Linked DNA regions of Macaca mulatta: region 1 is linked to region 2. Evidence: chromatin contacts called from public Micro-C data. All regions are on one chromosome and are shown on one strand. The core of a region is the stretch at or near the end of the contact, and the rest is flanking DNA. Distances in the headings are between cores, read along the strand shown. Region 1 holds the start of TBL1X (transducin beta like 1 X-linked). Region 2 has its middle 130 kb from the start of TBL1X.

What was found. A called contact is a pair of places that touch in the nucleus more often than the background predicts.
Region 1: a contact with region 2 is called in a Micro-C map of CD4 T cells, with 13 times the contacts expected there. The contact joins the promoter of TBL1X here to the enhancer-like site in region 2. A contact is called at or near these places in 6 of 14 Hi-C or Micro-C datasets (CD4 T cells, blood, cortical neurons and 3 more).

The regions. Positions count from the first base shown.
Region 1 is chrX:9,013,482-9,020,781 of T2T-MMU8v2.0, forward strand. TBL1X (transducin beta like 1 X-linked) reads left to right here and starts at 2,627. Exons shown (of 20, transcript XM_077988391.1): 1 at 2,627-2,768.
Region 2 is chrX:8,881,253-8,888,592 of T2T-MMU8v2.0, forward strand. No RefSeq gene overlaps it. Among named protein-coding and RNA genes, the nearest start is that of TBL1X, 130 kb to the right of the region's middle. Within about 2 kb of position 2,404, at least 14 of the 40 cell types and tissues checked have an H3K27ac peak or open chromatin away from gene starts, as enhancers often do. A contact at or near this core is called in CD4 T cells, blood and fetal cortical plate, where this site is marked.

The DNA.
Region 1 (7,300 bases), core at 1,377-3,876, 130 kb after region 2:
TAGGTCTTACAGTGTCCTTTGGGGCCCTGTGAATCTATGATAAAAGATATTGACTCTTTACGGGTAATAAGGCCGGTGGGATTATTGGGCTATTACCAACCAGTCAAGATGAATTCTGAGCTCTTTTGCTTTGTCAGTTACAGGAGATCAGCTATAAATCCTGGCCACACAGTGCTCCAGTTTGAGAGTGATGATTTCCACCACTTTCCCATACTTTAAAAGATTGGCATCTGCCAAGTGATCAAAACACACAAAGAGGCCTTTTAACCAAGTTTAGCTTGAATTTCCAGTTGCTAACCACAAGCAGGTCTGGCAAGCTAGGAGGCCGGTTGGCTGCGCAGCTACTCCAGAGTGTGCGGTAGCCGAGGGCTGCGTCCGCGTAAAGCCCAGAGCTGTAATGATGTCAACTTGTTATTTACTTTCCAAATCTGAATGACTGAGCAAGGCGAAAGGAGAATCAATCAACCACAATGTGACCCTACAGGCGGAAAAAACGCAGCGCTCCCACCAGCAGGCGGTGGGGGAAGGGAAGCACGTGTAGCCAGGGCAGGGTTGCATCATGAGCTCTTTCGCTCGGGTTTTCTATTGCACCCTTCGTTTTTCGATTGCATGTAATAGTCAGCATCAGTCTGCACAAGCCCAGGGAGCCCGGGAGCAACGAAGGGCAGGCTCAAGGGAAGGCCCCACCAAGTCCTTCTGGGGGGCCTTGAATGGCAACTGATACGTAATAAGACACAATCTATTCTGCTGATTCACAATTATGGAGACTGTGTAAGTGTGTATTTTTTTTATTGATGTCCTCTAATGATGGTGTAGCAACAGTCATTTTGCATCATTGACGTTTTACGGCAATATTTTGCAGGGTAATTTTGAGGTCCGCCTTTTTGATGGAGGACCGGCCTCTTAAAAACTCACCTCCGGCCGGGCGCGGTGGCTCACGCCTGTAATCCCAGCACTTTGGGAGGCCGAGGCCGGCGGATTGCCTGAGGTCAGGAGTTCGAGACCAGTCTGGCCAATATGGTGAAACTAAAACTACTAAAAATACAAAAAAATTAGCTGGGCGTGGTGGCGTGCGCCTGTAATCCCAGCTACTCCGGAGGCTGAGGCAGGGGAACTGCTTGAACCAGGGAGGTAGGTGGAGGTTGCAGTGAGTCGATATCGTGCCACAGCACCCCAGCTTGGGCAACTGAGCGAGACTCCGTCTCAGAAAAACAAAAACAAAAACAAAAACCTCACCTCGGGTCCCCCTCCCCCCACAACCAGAACAACAAATGGTCTAGTGTTCGAGGAAGAGCAAGTAAGGTTATAGTTTAGATTGCTGAGTGCACCGGACTCTTAGCACGAAGCTCATTATATAGTAAAGGAAGGGGCAAGAATATTTGAAAAATATTCAACAAGGCTGACCCCAGAGGTGCTGGGGAGGGGGAGTGGAGATCTGTTTAACTGAATTAAGGCCGCGAGTGGTGGGGAGTAGCCTACGTGGAGGGGAGGAAGGAGCGCTGGGGACTTAAGTGCACCGGGGCCAGGCCGTGTAAGCCATTGCAACATTAAGCACTTTGCAAGGCCCAGAGGGCTGAAGCCTGGGGGTTGGGGTGGGAGTGCTGAGGCCCGAGGGCCCAGGTCCCCCTAACCTCCTCAGCCCCCACACCCGAGCTCCTGGCGCCTATGCTTGTGTGTCTGAGTTTGTCCCTAAGCGTTTCTGGCTCTTCCTGGGAGGTGTTTTGCAAAGGTCGAGGCTCCGCCGGAGCCCCCACTTTTTGAGGTGGGGTAAAGACTACTGGGGTGTCTTCTAAGACGCTTATTTTGAGGGAGATTCACCATCGGGCAGGTGGCAGGGGGTTCTCTTGGGGCAGCTGGGTGGCTTCCTTATTGGGGTGGGGGAGGGTAACACTTTAGCAGGGACCGAGGTTCCCCTGCCCCCCCGAAACAGAGGGGGTGGCCGAGGTTCCCGTCCCCTCGAGGCAGTCGTGGAAAGGCTGGGTTTGGGATGTGATGGGGGTAGCCCTGGGGTCCTCTCAGTCCCACGGAGGCCACGGGGAAGGGACCGGGACCGGAGCAACTCGGGAAAGGCTTGGGTTCCCCTCACCCACCCTAGGCGTTGGGGAGCGGGGCGGGCTTGGTAGGGACGCTGGTCCCCCGACCGTGGGGCAGGGGCTGGGTTGGGACGCGGGTCCCCTCTAGGAGCCGCGGGGGAGGGGCAGGGCCGGAGTCCCTACCCTCGTGGGGGAGGGGCTGGTTCGGGACGCGGCTCCCCCGGGGCTCAGGGGCGGGGCTGGGTGGGACGCCGGGTGCCCTCCCACGGCCGTGAGGGAGGGGCTGGCGGAGGGGGCGGACCCCTGGCGGTAGTCCTGGTTGGGGTCCGCGCGCTCGCGACCGCTCCCCGCGGAGGTCACTGCCCGTGCCAGTCCCTCCCGCTGTTCCGCCCTCTCCCGCCGCCGCCGCCGCCGCCGCCGCCGCCTCCGCCGCCGCGCCCGGCTCAGCGGCCCCACTCCGCGCTCGGGAGCGAGGAGTCGCCAGCGCCCCCGCCGCGCCGCCGCCGCAGCGCCCTCCGGCCGCCATTCGCCACCGAAACTTTCCAGCGCCCGCGCCCTCTCCGGGACTCGGCGGCGGCGGGGCGGGGGCGGCCCGGGGGCGGCGCGCGGCTGCTCCAGGGCGCCGGGCCCTCTTCGGCCGCCGCACGGCCGGGGCTCGGAGGCTGCCGGCCGGAGGGAGGTTCGGAGCGCGGCCGGGCGCGCGGCGCCGCCACAAGTTGCGCTGTTCGCGGCGAGGTGAGTGCGCGGGGCTCGGCGGGCCGGGCGCGGGGTCCGCAAACTTCTGCGGGGAGGCGGTTCCCGCGCTGACCCTCCAGGGTCTGGCCGGCGACTCGGGGCGCCCGGACGCTCCACCCGCCCCTGGAACTACAGGAGGCGCAGGTCGCCAACTGTCCCCGTGGCGCTCGGACTGGGGTGCGGCGCGCTCCCAGGAGGCTGAACAATACCCCGAGGTGGCCGCTCCCCAAAGTGCCGGCGCGCCTTGCGGGGAGAGACAGAGGTCGGCGGGGGGCTCCTTTGTTTTGGGGAGGGGTAGGTGACCGGTAAGTTTATGGAAGAGCTCGGCTTTTCCTCTGGTGCCCCTTTGTCTGCCGATCTTGGGGCTTGCTGGGCAAACCTGCGCCACCGCGGGCTCGGGGGACCGGGGTGGAGGGCGGTGGCGGGATTTCCCCGCTGTTGGGGAGAGGAGCCCCATTCATCCCCGGGAAGCGGGCCGGCCCGCCCGGACCCGGGTGGAAGCGCAGCCTTACGAAGTGAGGCAAGCGGCGGGCGAGGTGGCGCGGGCCCCGCGTCTGCTCAGTTTCTGAGGCGCAGAAACTGTCAAGGAAGTCAGGAGCCCCAGTCCTCCGCCCATCTCCCCGGCCCGAGCGCACAGCTGGGCTGGGGACACCCCTGGCCGGTCGAGGGTCTGCAGAGCGCCGCCCGGAGAGAGCGCAGACCTGTTGCTGCTCCTGGGCTCTGGCGGGGCGGGTGGGGTGGGTCTCGCAGATCCTGGGCCCCGGCCTTGCTACCCAGGAGGACCTTCCCTAAGGATGGGACCGGTGCTCGGAGTGGGGTATGGGGAGTGCGCCTTCGGGAATCAGCGCTGGCCGGATATGTGACAACTGTGGGTCGCTGGAGGCCCGCCTGCGCTGGGATAGGGCCTGGACCTCACGTGCGTCGCCTGTGCTCAGTCAGACCGGGGCCGGGACTCGCTCCCTGCAAGGCCTCGTGTTCCCCCAGCCAGCTGCGTTGGACGTTCCACAAAGGTAGGGACTGACGTTTATTTTCCAGTCAGTGATGTTCTGGAGCAAAACCTGAAAAGAAACAAAAACCTATCCTCTATTGTATTTGCGACTGTTTCTGCTTTGCATTGTCATGTGTGACTTGACCTGCCTTCTGGATGTTTTCCTCTCCTGACACATTCGCCGAGCCCCTGGTTTCACCTGGAAGGCGAGGGGGAAGGACGGCAACCTCCCTGCTAAGGTCCCAGGCAGTGGCTTTGGTGTCGGAAGTGGCACTTGAGGATTTTATGAAAAGTTTACAAGTCTTTCCTAGAAAAGATGTGATTAGGAAAAATAAAATACAGAAGAATGTTCAGTATGACGCGTTTATTTTAAAGGGTAGTCATGTCTCAAATGTGCTGCAGATTCTTGTGGAAAGCCACCAAGCTGGGTAACTAATACAGACAACGAGTTTTTCACCGCTGGATCACCGGCCCTTAAGGCGATTCCAGCCCTTAATAGAACACACACCTGTAGGGCAAAAATGGAGATTTGTGGTGTAGTGCTGCCACCCTCGCTCCCCCACCTGCCCCTTTACTGGGCTCAGAGAACTTCTCTCTGCCAGTGGTTTTAAGGAGGAGACAGTTTGCAAAAATAATAACTTTATTGTAGACATACTTAAAAGTGAATGTTTCAATATCTGGAGTTTTCCCATCAATTATATCAGTATCGCTGGTTCTGTACAACATCATCTTAGTTAGAATATTTTTTTTTCACCTTTTAAGGTGAGGAACAGAGGCGGGAAAATGGTCCCTGCACAGGGAGGCCATCTCCAGCAGGTCCCAAGTGTCAGGAATTCAGATATTCCGATATACTCCTGCTGGATAGGAGAACACCTCCGCTAGAACCTGGGCCTGGCCCCCTCCCAGTTTTCTGCAGGGCGTCCAAATTCCGGTGCTCTGCCCCGCAGCAAGTGCCCTGTGGGCCTCCTGGCTTAGCTGATCATCACAGCTTCTCTGCCCGGCAAGGCAGGACCATCCTCGCACTGCTTTCCTGATGCCTTGGATTTGCCTTTTTTTCCTCCCTTAGGAAAAACAGAAAAACCTAGTAGGTTACATCCGAGAAGTTGTTAATCTTTCACTGCCGCATGCATTGAAAAATCAGTTTCAACCAGGAAGCAACACTAAAGGCGTACTGTAAACACTTTTTTTTTTTTTTTTGAGTTGGAAAGATAAACTTTTTTCCCCCTTAACTATTTTTAGTGAGCCGGAGACTGGACTCGAGTTTTTCCCTCCGGTCTTGCCCTCTCCACTCCTGCCCTCACTTTCTGTGGGGTTGGAACACATGTACCATGCTGGCCAGACTGGCAAACATGAAACCCACCAGAACCAAAAGAAAAGCTGGATGTGGGAGGGGCTGAAGAAGTCCACAGGTTTCTAAAGGGCAAAGAGAGCCTAGGCTGGGGAGAGGCGTTTCAGATCTCCAGGGGAGAAAGACAGCCGTTAAGGAGTCCGCCGCGCTGCTGCCTGCCTGGCCAGCGGGAGCCTCACTTCAGATGGATGCGCCTCCCAAGCTGGCCCCCTCCCACACAGCCATCGCCGTCCAATATTTACGGAGAATCCACTGCATGCCTGAAGGTTGCAGAAGTGAATTGGAAACCGTTGCAAATGGAATTTGAACAAATTTAAAGTTAAGATGGAAGAGAGAATATGTTGAGTTTTCAGAGGAAGTCAGGTACTGTTTCCTTTTCTTATGTAGGTTTGTTCTTGGCCGATGGGATCAGAGAGATTTGAGATGGGGCATGATAGGCGGCAGGTTCAGGAGAAAGGGAAGCTTTAGAAATGAAGGTAGAGAAGATGCTTGCTTATTGGAACAGTATTTTCAACGTTGAGCTCTGGAATGTTGCAGCCAACTAATGCTTCTCACTTGGGACAGTTTTGTCCCCGACTTTTGAATGGGGCATTTGCTAATGTCTGGAGACATTTCCCTTCCTGCAGCTGTTAAATTAGCAAGCAGGTTGAGCCAGCTGGGTGTGGACCTGCGTTTTCCTTGTGGAGGCCCTCTTCCAAGTGTCAGTAGGAAAAGGGCTCCCCAGGTGTTGTGATTACAGGTGTGAGCCACTTTACTCAGTCGAAGGACATAGAATTATTATAATGCTTGGAGCCTAACATGCCTTTTTTGTTTGTTTGTTTGTTTGGTGTTTTTTTGAGACGAAGTCTCTCTCACAGTCCAGGCTGGAGTGCAGTGGTGCGATCTCGGCTCACTCCACCCCCCAGGTTCAGGTGATTCTCCTGCCTTGGCCTCCTGAGTAGCTGGGATTACAGGGACTCCCCACCATACCCGGCTGATGTTTTTATTTTTAGTAGGGGTGGGGTTTCACCATGTTGGCCAGGCTGGGCTTGAACTTCTGATCTCAGGTGATCCTCCCTCCTTGGCCTCCCAACGTGCTGGGCTTACGGGCATGAGCCACCATGCCCAGCTAGCCTAACATGCTTATAGTTTCCTGTTTTCTGAAGTTGGGAATTGGGTCTAGAAAGGTATCACCATCAGTCACTATGGTGTCTAGTAGTTTGCTTGCTTTTTTCCCTTATCTTTTCCCTCTTACATTTTAGGGCTGTATCTATATAGTTTTATTATTTAAATTACCATATACTAAATTTGGCTTTTTGGGTGTATTACGAGTCTTGACACACGCGTAGATTCGTGTGACCACCATCATAATCAAGAGAGAGAACAATCTCCTCAGCCCAGAGATGTTCGTGGCTCTGTCTCCCACAGTTCCTCCACAGTCACGCCCCCACCCCCGAATCTGGGGCACCTGCCCATCTGCTGTGCTCTGGAAGTCTTGGGGATCCCATCTGAATGTGACACATGGTGGAATGCCTTAGGTGAATCCATCCGCTCTTCCAGCACCACCTTTGCCTCCTCTCTCTCATGACACACGAACTTCATGCCTTTGTATGCTTTGGCCAACCTGCTTTTCTTAGAACAGCACATTTTGCACTGTAGATGTTATCACAAGCAAGGAAAAGAACAGCTTTGCGCCTTAATCTAAGAAACCACAGTGGAAAAAAATCAGGTGTGTTGTTGAGGCTGCTAAAGCTTTGCTCCTTTTAAAATTTTTAAATTTTTCTGGATATGTAGGTGTATATATTTATGGGGTACATTAGCTATTTTGATACAGTCGTGCAATGTGTAATCAAATCATGGAGAATGGGGGTATCCATTCCCTCAAGCACTTATTCTTTGCGTTACAAACAATCCAATTATACTCTTTTAGTTATATGTTATATGCTCTTTTTTCTTTTTTTTTTTTATTTTGAGACGGAGTCTCATTATGTCGTCCAGGATGGAGTCCAGTGGCGCGATCTCGATGCACAAGCTCAAGCAATTCTCCTCCTCAGCCTCCGGAGAAGCTGGGATTAGAGGCATGTGCTACCACGCCCAGCTAATTTTTTTGTATTTTTAGTAGAGACGGGGTTTCACCACGTTGGTCAGGCTGGTCTTGAACTCCTGACGTCAGGTGACCCACCTGCTGAACCTCCCAAAGGGCTGGGATTACAGGCG
Region 2 (7,340 bases), core at 1,154-3,653:
ATGATGGGTCAAAGAAGTCGCCGTGGCCAAGGAATGTGAGATGCCGTTTGGCCAGACCTGGGCCCCCAGCGCTGGAGCTCTGTATCTCAGGGACTGAGAATAACAGCCTGTGTTCCCCAGAGAAAATTTGAGTTGTTTTAACCGAAAGATAGAGGCCAAACACGGAGTCAGACCAAAACTACCAACGTCCACTACACATATTTTCACCTTCCTTTGGTGCTATCACCAAGCAGCAAATTTCCGTTCATTTGTCACTCGTATATTTCAAACACCTTCCTTCCCTTCCAACCCTCCCTGACTTAAGAAGCTAAGGCAAACAAAATAAAATACACACAAAAGAAGCAAGAGTTTAGAAGAAGGAAACAAAAGGCATGAAAAAAATGAGTGAATGATTATATTTCCCCTGCCTTTGGCCTCTAGTGAATCACCTACTAGAAATTTGTGCAAAAGGTCTGCATTCACTCAGGTACAGAACTCTTAGGAACCCTGATAGACATTCCTGCTGGCACAGTTCAGTAGAAGAGAAGACTTGGAGCCTCCAGGGACGCTCGGCTGTTCCTTAAAGAGAGAGGTGAGCTTGAAGAAAGGGTGAAAGATCGTGAATGGCCCGAAGGACTCGGGAGTGAATGACCCGAAGGACTCCAGAGTGTTCCGGACAAAGTGGATTTCCCCCAGAGGGAAAGGACAAACTCTGCCTACAGCTGACCAAGCCAGCCGGCTCCCCAGGGCTTTGCCAGGAAAATCACCACCAAAAATGTCTCCACCATCGTGTCTGTGGTTCCTTGAATCCTTTATGCTTCTGCTGAAACTGCCAAGGCAGGACTTGAAGGCTTCGCTGTGCAAATTCAAAAGCATTGTGAGATCATCAACTCTCTGGAGTCACCACCATTTGGAACCAAACCTTAAAAAAAGCCACCGAGACGGAAGCTCCAATACACTTTCGCCTCTGGTCATCTCCTTTCCGAGAAAATTCATGATATCAGATCATCCACAACTTTGATATTTCTCCCCACATTTCTGAGTTTTTCGGCGGCCAAGGAGAAGACTCCCTCTGTTTCTTAATAATTACTGATAATCATTTCACCACAAAAGACACTACTTTGGATGAACAAGCTTTGTGGTTTCTGTCAAGTACAAACAAGGAAGATTAAATTAACATCTTGAAAACCCACAGGGTGAGCTTGCTCCTCCCCTCCTTTAGTCTGCAGAATTACCTGGAGCTCCTTCCCAGGTGCCAAGCACACAGATGTGAGCAAGACCCTGAGACACCACTGCTGCCCTGCGCTATCACCCGGGAATCCTGTGTCCCTAGCAGCTTATCCAGCTGGCTCTCAGGCTACAGTGAAACTGCAACACAGAAGGAATATTCCAAAAGAGAATTGAAAATGCAGCTGTCATATGGGCGACAGGCCCAAGTCTAGCAGTTAACAGCTACCCTGCCCCCACCCCTCCCACTTCCCTGGGAGCACCCTGCTCTCCAGTCTGCAAACCCAGGGGCTGAGGGGCCAGGGGCATCCCAACGCCTGGGTGCCCAAGGGGTGCAAGCTCCTTCCCCACCCACTCTGCTTCCCTTACCAAGCCTCTGAAGCGTTCTCCCCATCCCATAACGGGGAATAATCCCTAAAATTCAAAGGCTGAAGCTCTAATCCCCACTACCTTTTGGAATGTGACCGTATTTGGAAACAGGATCTCTAAGGAGGCAATTAAATTAAAATGAGGTCATTAGGGTGGGCCCTGATCCAGTAGGACTGGAGTCCTTACAAGAGGAGGCAATGAGGACAAAGGCACACACAGAGGGACAACCATGGGAGGACACAGGCCGTCTACAAGCCACCGAGAGGAGCTGAGGGAGAAAGCAGCCCTGTGACACCGGGTTTCAAACATGTGGCCTCCAGAATGTGAGGGAATCCATGTCTGCTGCTCTGACATGGCAGCCCTAGCCGGCTCATAGGGGCCCATCCCCCACTCACCATCTCAATGTGGAGACCCTACAGGAACTCATGGCCCAGGGATGCCTTTTGGTCCCTTCACCCCCATTTTCAAAGCCCACACAGTTAGATGCAGGGGGGCTTCTTGCTCTTAAGACTGAAATGGTGCAGCTCCCGACACCCGTCTGTGTCCACGGCCATCCCCAGTACAGCAAGCTTACATGCGACACCCAGATCCCCTCTCAGGTCCCCCTTCCCCCTTCTACAGACACATCCCCAAACCCTTCTAAGATGTTGCATAACCTGGCTCCGGAAGCCAATAGAGTTTTTACTGAATCTGGCTTCACATAATGGCAACAGATTGTGAACTCGACATTTGCCAACTTTTCCCCCGTGCCAGACCATTTTTAAGTTCTGTGTGCACAGAATGGCATTTAAAGGCCTTAAATAACTCTCCAGGGGAAGAAAAGAGCAGAAAGTAGCCCACAAGGCTCCCATAACAGGGGCAGGCACAGCAGCAGCAGAGTTTGGGGCCAGTGCTCCGCTTGCTTTTCGTTGGGGTGGGAGGGGCTTTTCTATTAGATTGTGTTTTTGTTGTTTTTGCTTTGGGGGTGAAAAAGGGGGACAGAGAACAGAAAGGAACCTAGTTTATAGTGACAGTTACTTAGGAAAGTCATTTCTAGATGAGAGGGGAGAGCCCCTAGGGGCTGCTTCTAGATTCCACTCCTTGGGGTTGGAGGGGCCCGGTGAGCAGGCTTTGGGGAGTGCCTGCGTGACTACCCCAAGCCTGCCTCAACCGCACCCCCTCCCTGTGCACCGACAAATAAATGGTGGCTGTTAAAAAAAAAAAAAAAAAGAAAATTTTTTTAAGCAGTGCTTCCTGTTATGTTCAAGGAAGACTAGGGCCGTTTTATTATTAAGCAGTTTTCTCTTTTTAAGTAAACACACACAGGACCACATTGCTACAAGGCTAAAATCTCTTGCCTTACTCAAGCGTCGACATTTTCAATCTCCTATTTTCTTAAGCCCTCAATGAAGCCTTCCAAGAGCTTGCCTATGTTTAATTTGCATTCCGAAACAGAAAATCTAATGTGTTTTAACATTGTCTGCTTCAGCTGAAAAGGAAACTGTAAATTTATACAGTCTGGTTTAAAAAAAAAAATTGGCCATTGCATCTAAATGAGTCTCCTCCGGAAAGAGGCTGGGTGGCGCCCCTCCCCCTCTTCCCTCTTTCACTTCCCCTCCCCCTTCTCCCTCTTTCACTTCCCCTCCCCCTTCTCCCTCTTTCACTTCCCCTCCCCCTTCTCCCTCTTTCACTTCCCTTCCCCCTCGTCCTTTTCACTTCCCCTCATCCTCCCTCTCTCTCTCACCTCCCATCCCCCTTCCTCCTCCTCCCCTCCCCCTGCCCCTCTGTTTTTCACCCCCTCCCTTCTCCTCCCCTCCCCCTCTGCTTTTTACCCTCCCCCTCAGCTTTTTACCCTCCCCCTGCTCCTTCCCTCCTCCCCTCTCCCCTGCTGCTTTCACCCCCTCCCTCCTCCCCTCCCCCCTGCTGCTTTCACCCCCTCCCTCCTCCCCTCCCCCCTGCTTTCACCCCCTCCCTCTTCCCTCCCCCTCTGCTTTTTACCCTCCCCCTCCTTCTTCTCCCTTCCACCTCTCCCCTCCCCATCCTCCCCTGCTTTCCACCCACTCCGTCCTCCCGCCTCCTCCTCCTCCGGTTCGCATCCCTGCCTCCTCTTTCTCCTCCCTTCCCCCTCCTCCTCTGCTTTTCATCCCCTCTCTGTCCCTCCCTTCCCCCTCCTAGCCTCCTCTCCCTGCACTGGGGTTTAGGCCACAACCTACCTCCTCCCACTTCGTCTTCCAGCCTCCTCCCCTCCCCTCACCTCTCTTCCCCTCCCCTCCCCCAGGATCAGACTCTTGGGGCCGGTCTGTGCCAGCGCCCTACATGGACCGGGAAGGAATTACCGACGACCTTAGAAGAGCTGCGCACTCTCAGCGCCCCGCCCCCACGCCGCCGGCCGCCCGCGCGGGTGTCTCCCTGTGCTCCCAAAACAGGGCTCAGGCTCGCTGGTTCCTCCCCGGGGATCTCAGGGCTGTTGAGGGGACTGTGGTTTCCAGAACCCCGCGACACTCCGAAACAGGAAAGGGGACGGCAGAGGGGTCCTGCAGCGGGGGACCCCTTGAGAAGGCCTGGGGAGAGAGGGACTTGGGGACAGAGGTAAAGAAGGGAGTCTCTTGAGGGTGGGGAAGTGCCTGGGAAGAGCACGAGGAGGAGTTGGGGAAGGGAAAATCAGGCCCAAAGTTTTAGGGCTCTGTCTCTACTGAAGGTCAAAAAGGGTTCCTGCAGGACAGTGGGAGACCTGCTCCTGACGACCCCGCCCTATAATTAAATCTCTGAGTGAGAACACTCCAGAGTTGGGGCCCAGTAGCTGCCGTGCGCATCAGATGCCCCCTAAGCGTACCCCTGGAAGCCTCTGATTCTGTGTCATCAGCGCAGTAGGGGATTCGAGGAGTTATGGACGACGCCAGGATGGCATTCTTAAGCCATCTGATGGGTGAAGGGGCTTCTTCACTTCGCTGTGACTTCATTACTTAGATGTTAAAGCGTCTTCTCTTCCTAATAAAAAGCAAAGTGTAGCCACTTTTCTGTCCAATAAAATAAAAATTCCCAGAGAAAACCAACGTTGACGTTTGCATTCATGACGTGCCTGTCGTTTTCCTCTGTGTGGAAGAATTTTCCCATCCAAAAATGGGAGCTGAGGGTGGAGGGGAGGTAAATAATAAAATCGGGCTCACTCTGTATAAATAGTTTAGCATTCCGATTTGGTTACCTAGTCTTAAGAAATACATATTTTTCTAGGTCACTAAATATTTTTCAAAGTTATACTTTAAATGAGGGCTTAAATTCCACCGCGTGGAATTGTATATGCCAGAATGTAGGAACCATTTCCCTCTTGCACAGTATTCCTCTTGTTTAACGTTTAAGGACAGTATCCTAAGTTATTCCCCATTGTGTAATCACATAAGTCACCTTGTTCTTCACTAGCTTCAGTGCAGGAAATGAATACAGTTTCTCCTGCACCATGGGTCTGTCTGTTGCCATTGCCTGCACTGGGGTTGTTTGGAATTCCTGCTTGAAACTTTCTAGTTAAAGGCAGAAAACACTGGCCAAGTTTCCAAGCCCAAAGCTGATTCTTGACCTTAATTAGACCTTATATCAGAAAAGAGGGTGACAGCTACTTGGGAAGCTGAGGTGGGAGGACTGGTTGAGGCTGCAGTAAGCCATGATCGTGCCACTGTGCTCCCGCCTCGGTGACAAAGCAAGACCGTATCTCAAAAAAAAGAAAAGAAAAGAAAAGAGGTAAGCAAAACAGGTGAGTGGGGGGTGCTCCAGGTGTCTGGGGGGCATCGCCAATATCCCAATATCCCAGAGCCTCGGGAGGAGCCCTCTCTCCCAAAGCACTGCCCTCTGTGTTCTGGGGATGTCCTGCAAAACCTAAATATTGACAGTGGTGAGTAGAAATGTTCCCTTCTGTTATATTCTCTATTAGAATGTTTTGTATATTGATATATACACATATGTGCATCTTAGCAGGATAGTGGATTTTATTTTTTCTTATTTTTGAGATGGAGTCTCACTCTATTCCCCAGGCTAGAGTGCAGTGGCACAATCTCAGCTCACTGCAACCTCCACCTTCCGGGTTCAGGTGATTCTACTGCCTCAGCCTCCTGAGTGGCAGGGATTACAGGCACACACCACCACACCCGGCTAATTTTTGTATTTTTAGTAGAGATGGTGTTTCATCATGTTAGTCAGGCTGGTCTTGAACTCCTGACCTCAAGTGATCCGCCCACCTCAGCCTCCCGAAGTGCTGGGATTACAAGCGTGAGCCACCACACCCGAACCTGAGTGACATTTTTTTTTCTTTATGATGGAATCTCGCTCTATCACCAGGCTGGAGTGCAGTGGCACCATCTCAGTTCACTGCAACCTCCAACTCCCTGTTTCAAGGGATTCTCCTGCCTCAGTCTCCCGAGTAGCTGGGATTACAGGCAGCACCACCACGCCCAGCTAATTTTTGTATTTTTAGTAGAGACGGAGTTTCACTATGAAGGCCAGGATGGTCTCGTGATCCATCCACCTCGGGCAGTGAGCCGAGATGGCACCACTGAACTCCAGCCTGGGAGACCCAGCAAGACTCTGTCTTTAAAATAATAATAATAATAATAATACCGATCCATCAATTTATGTCACTGGCGATGGATGAGGTTAAGCCCTGCCTCCTTAGGTTTTCCTTGAACTAACCTCATCTGACTAGCATGAGCTCTTTGGTGGTTCCTTCTCCCCCAAGGAAACTCCCATCCACAGTAAGAAGTACATTTCACACAGAAACACAAGACCCACGTACACATACATGTGACCAAAATGTGACACGATGCTCGTGAACTTATCCTTCCCCTTGCCATGGACTCATTCTATAATTTTCTGGGCTATCCACTTCCATTTCATGCTTTCAGTGCTAGTCACCGCCCACTCAACTGAATGTACGACCAACTAATTTTTGAGATAAGCACCTCAGCAATTTAAAAAGCATTGGTCTAGACCAGTGGCCCTCAGCCAGCAGGCATTTTGCCCCACAAGGGATATTAGGCAATGTCTGCAGACGTTTTGAGTTGTCTCAAACAGGTGCAGAGGGTGCTCTTGGTATCCCATGGGTGGAGGCCAGGGATGCTGGTCAACCCCCTACCATGCACAGGACAGCCCCACCACAGAGCACGCTCCAGTCCCAAACGTTCACAGTGCTGATGTGGAGAAACTGTGGTCTCAACTACAGAAAAGGCTCCAGTCTCGCCCGGTGCAGTGGCTCACCCCTACAATCCCAGCACTATGGGAGGCCAAGGCAGGCAGATTGTTTGAAGTCAAGAGTTCGAGACCAGCCTGGGCAACATAGTGAGACCCTATCTTTACAAAAAATACAAAAATTAGCCAGGGGTGGCCAACCATGGTGACTCATGCCTGTAATCCCAACACTTTGGGAGGTCGAGGAAGGCGGATCACTTGAGGTCAGGAGTTCAAGACCAGCCTGGCCAACATGGTGAAACCCCATCTCTACTAAAAATACAAAAATCAGCCAGGTGTCGTGGCGGGCCTGACACCTGTAATCCCAGCTACTCAGGAGGCTGAGGCAGGAGAATCACTTGAACACAGAAGGCAGAGGTTGCAGTGAGCCAAGATGGCACCACTGCACTCAGCCTGGGCAATAGAGCGAGACTCTGCAAAAAAAAAAAAAAAAAAAAATTAGCCAGGCATGCATGGTATCAGGTGCCTGTAGTCCCAGCTACTCGGGAGGCTGAGGCAGGAGGATCGCTTGAGCCCAGGAGGCAGAGGTTGCAGTGAGCTGAGACCACACCATT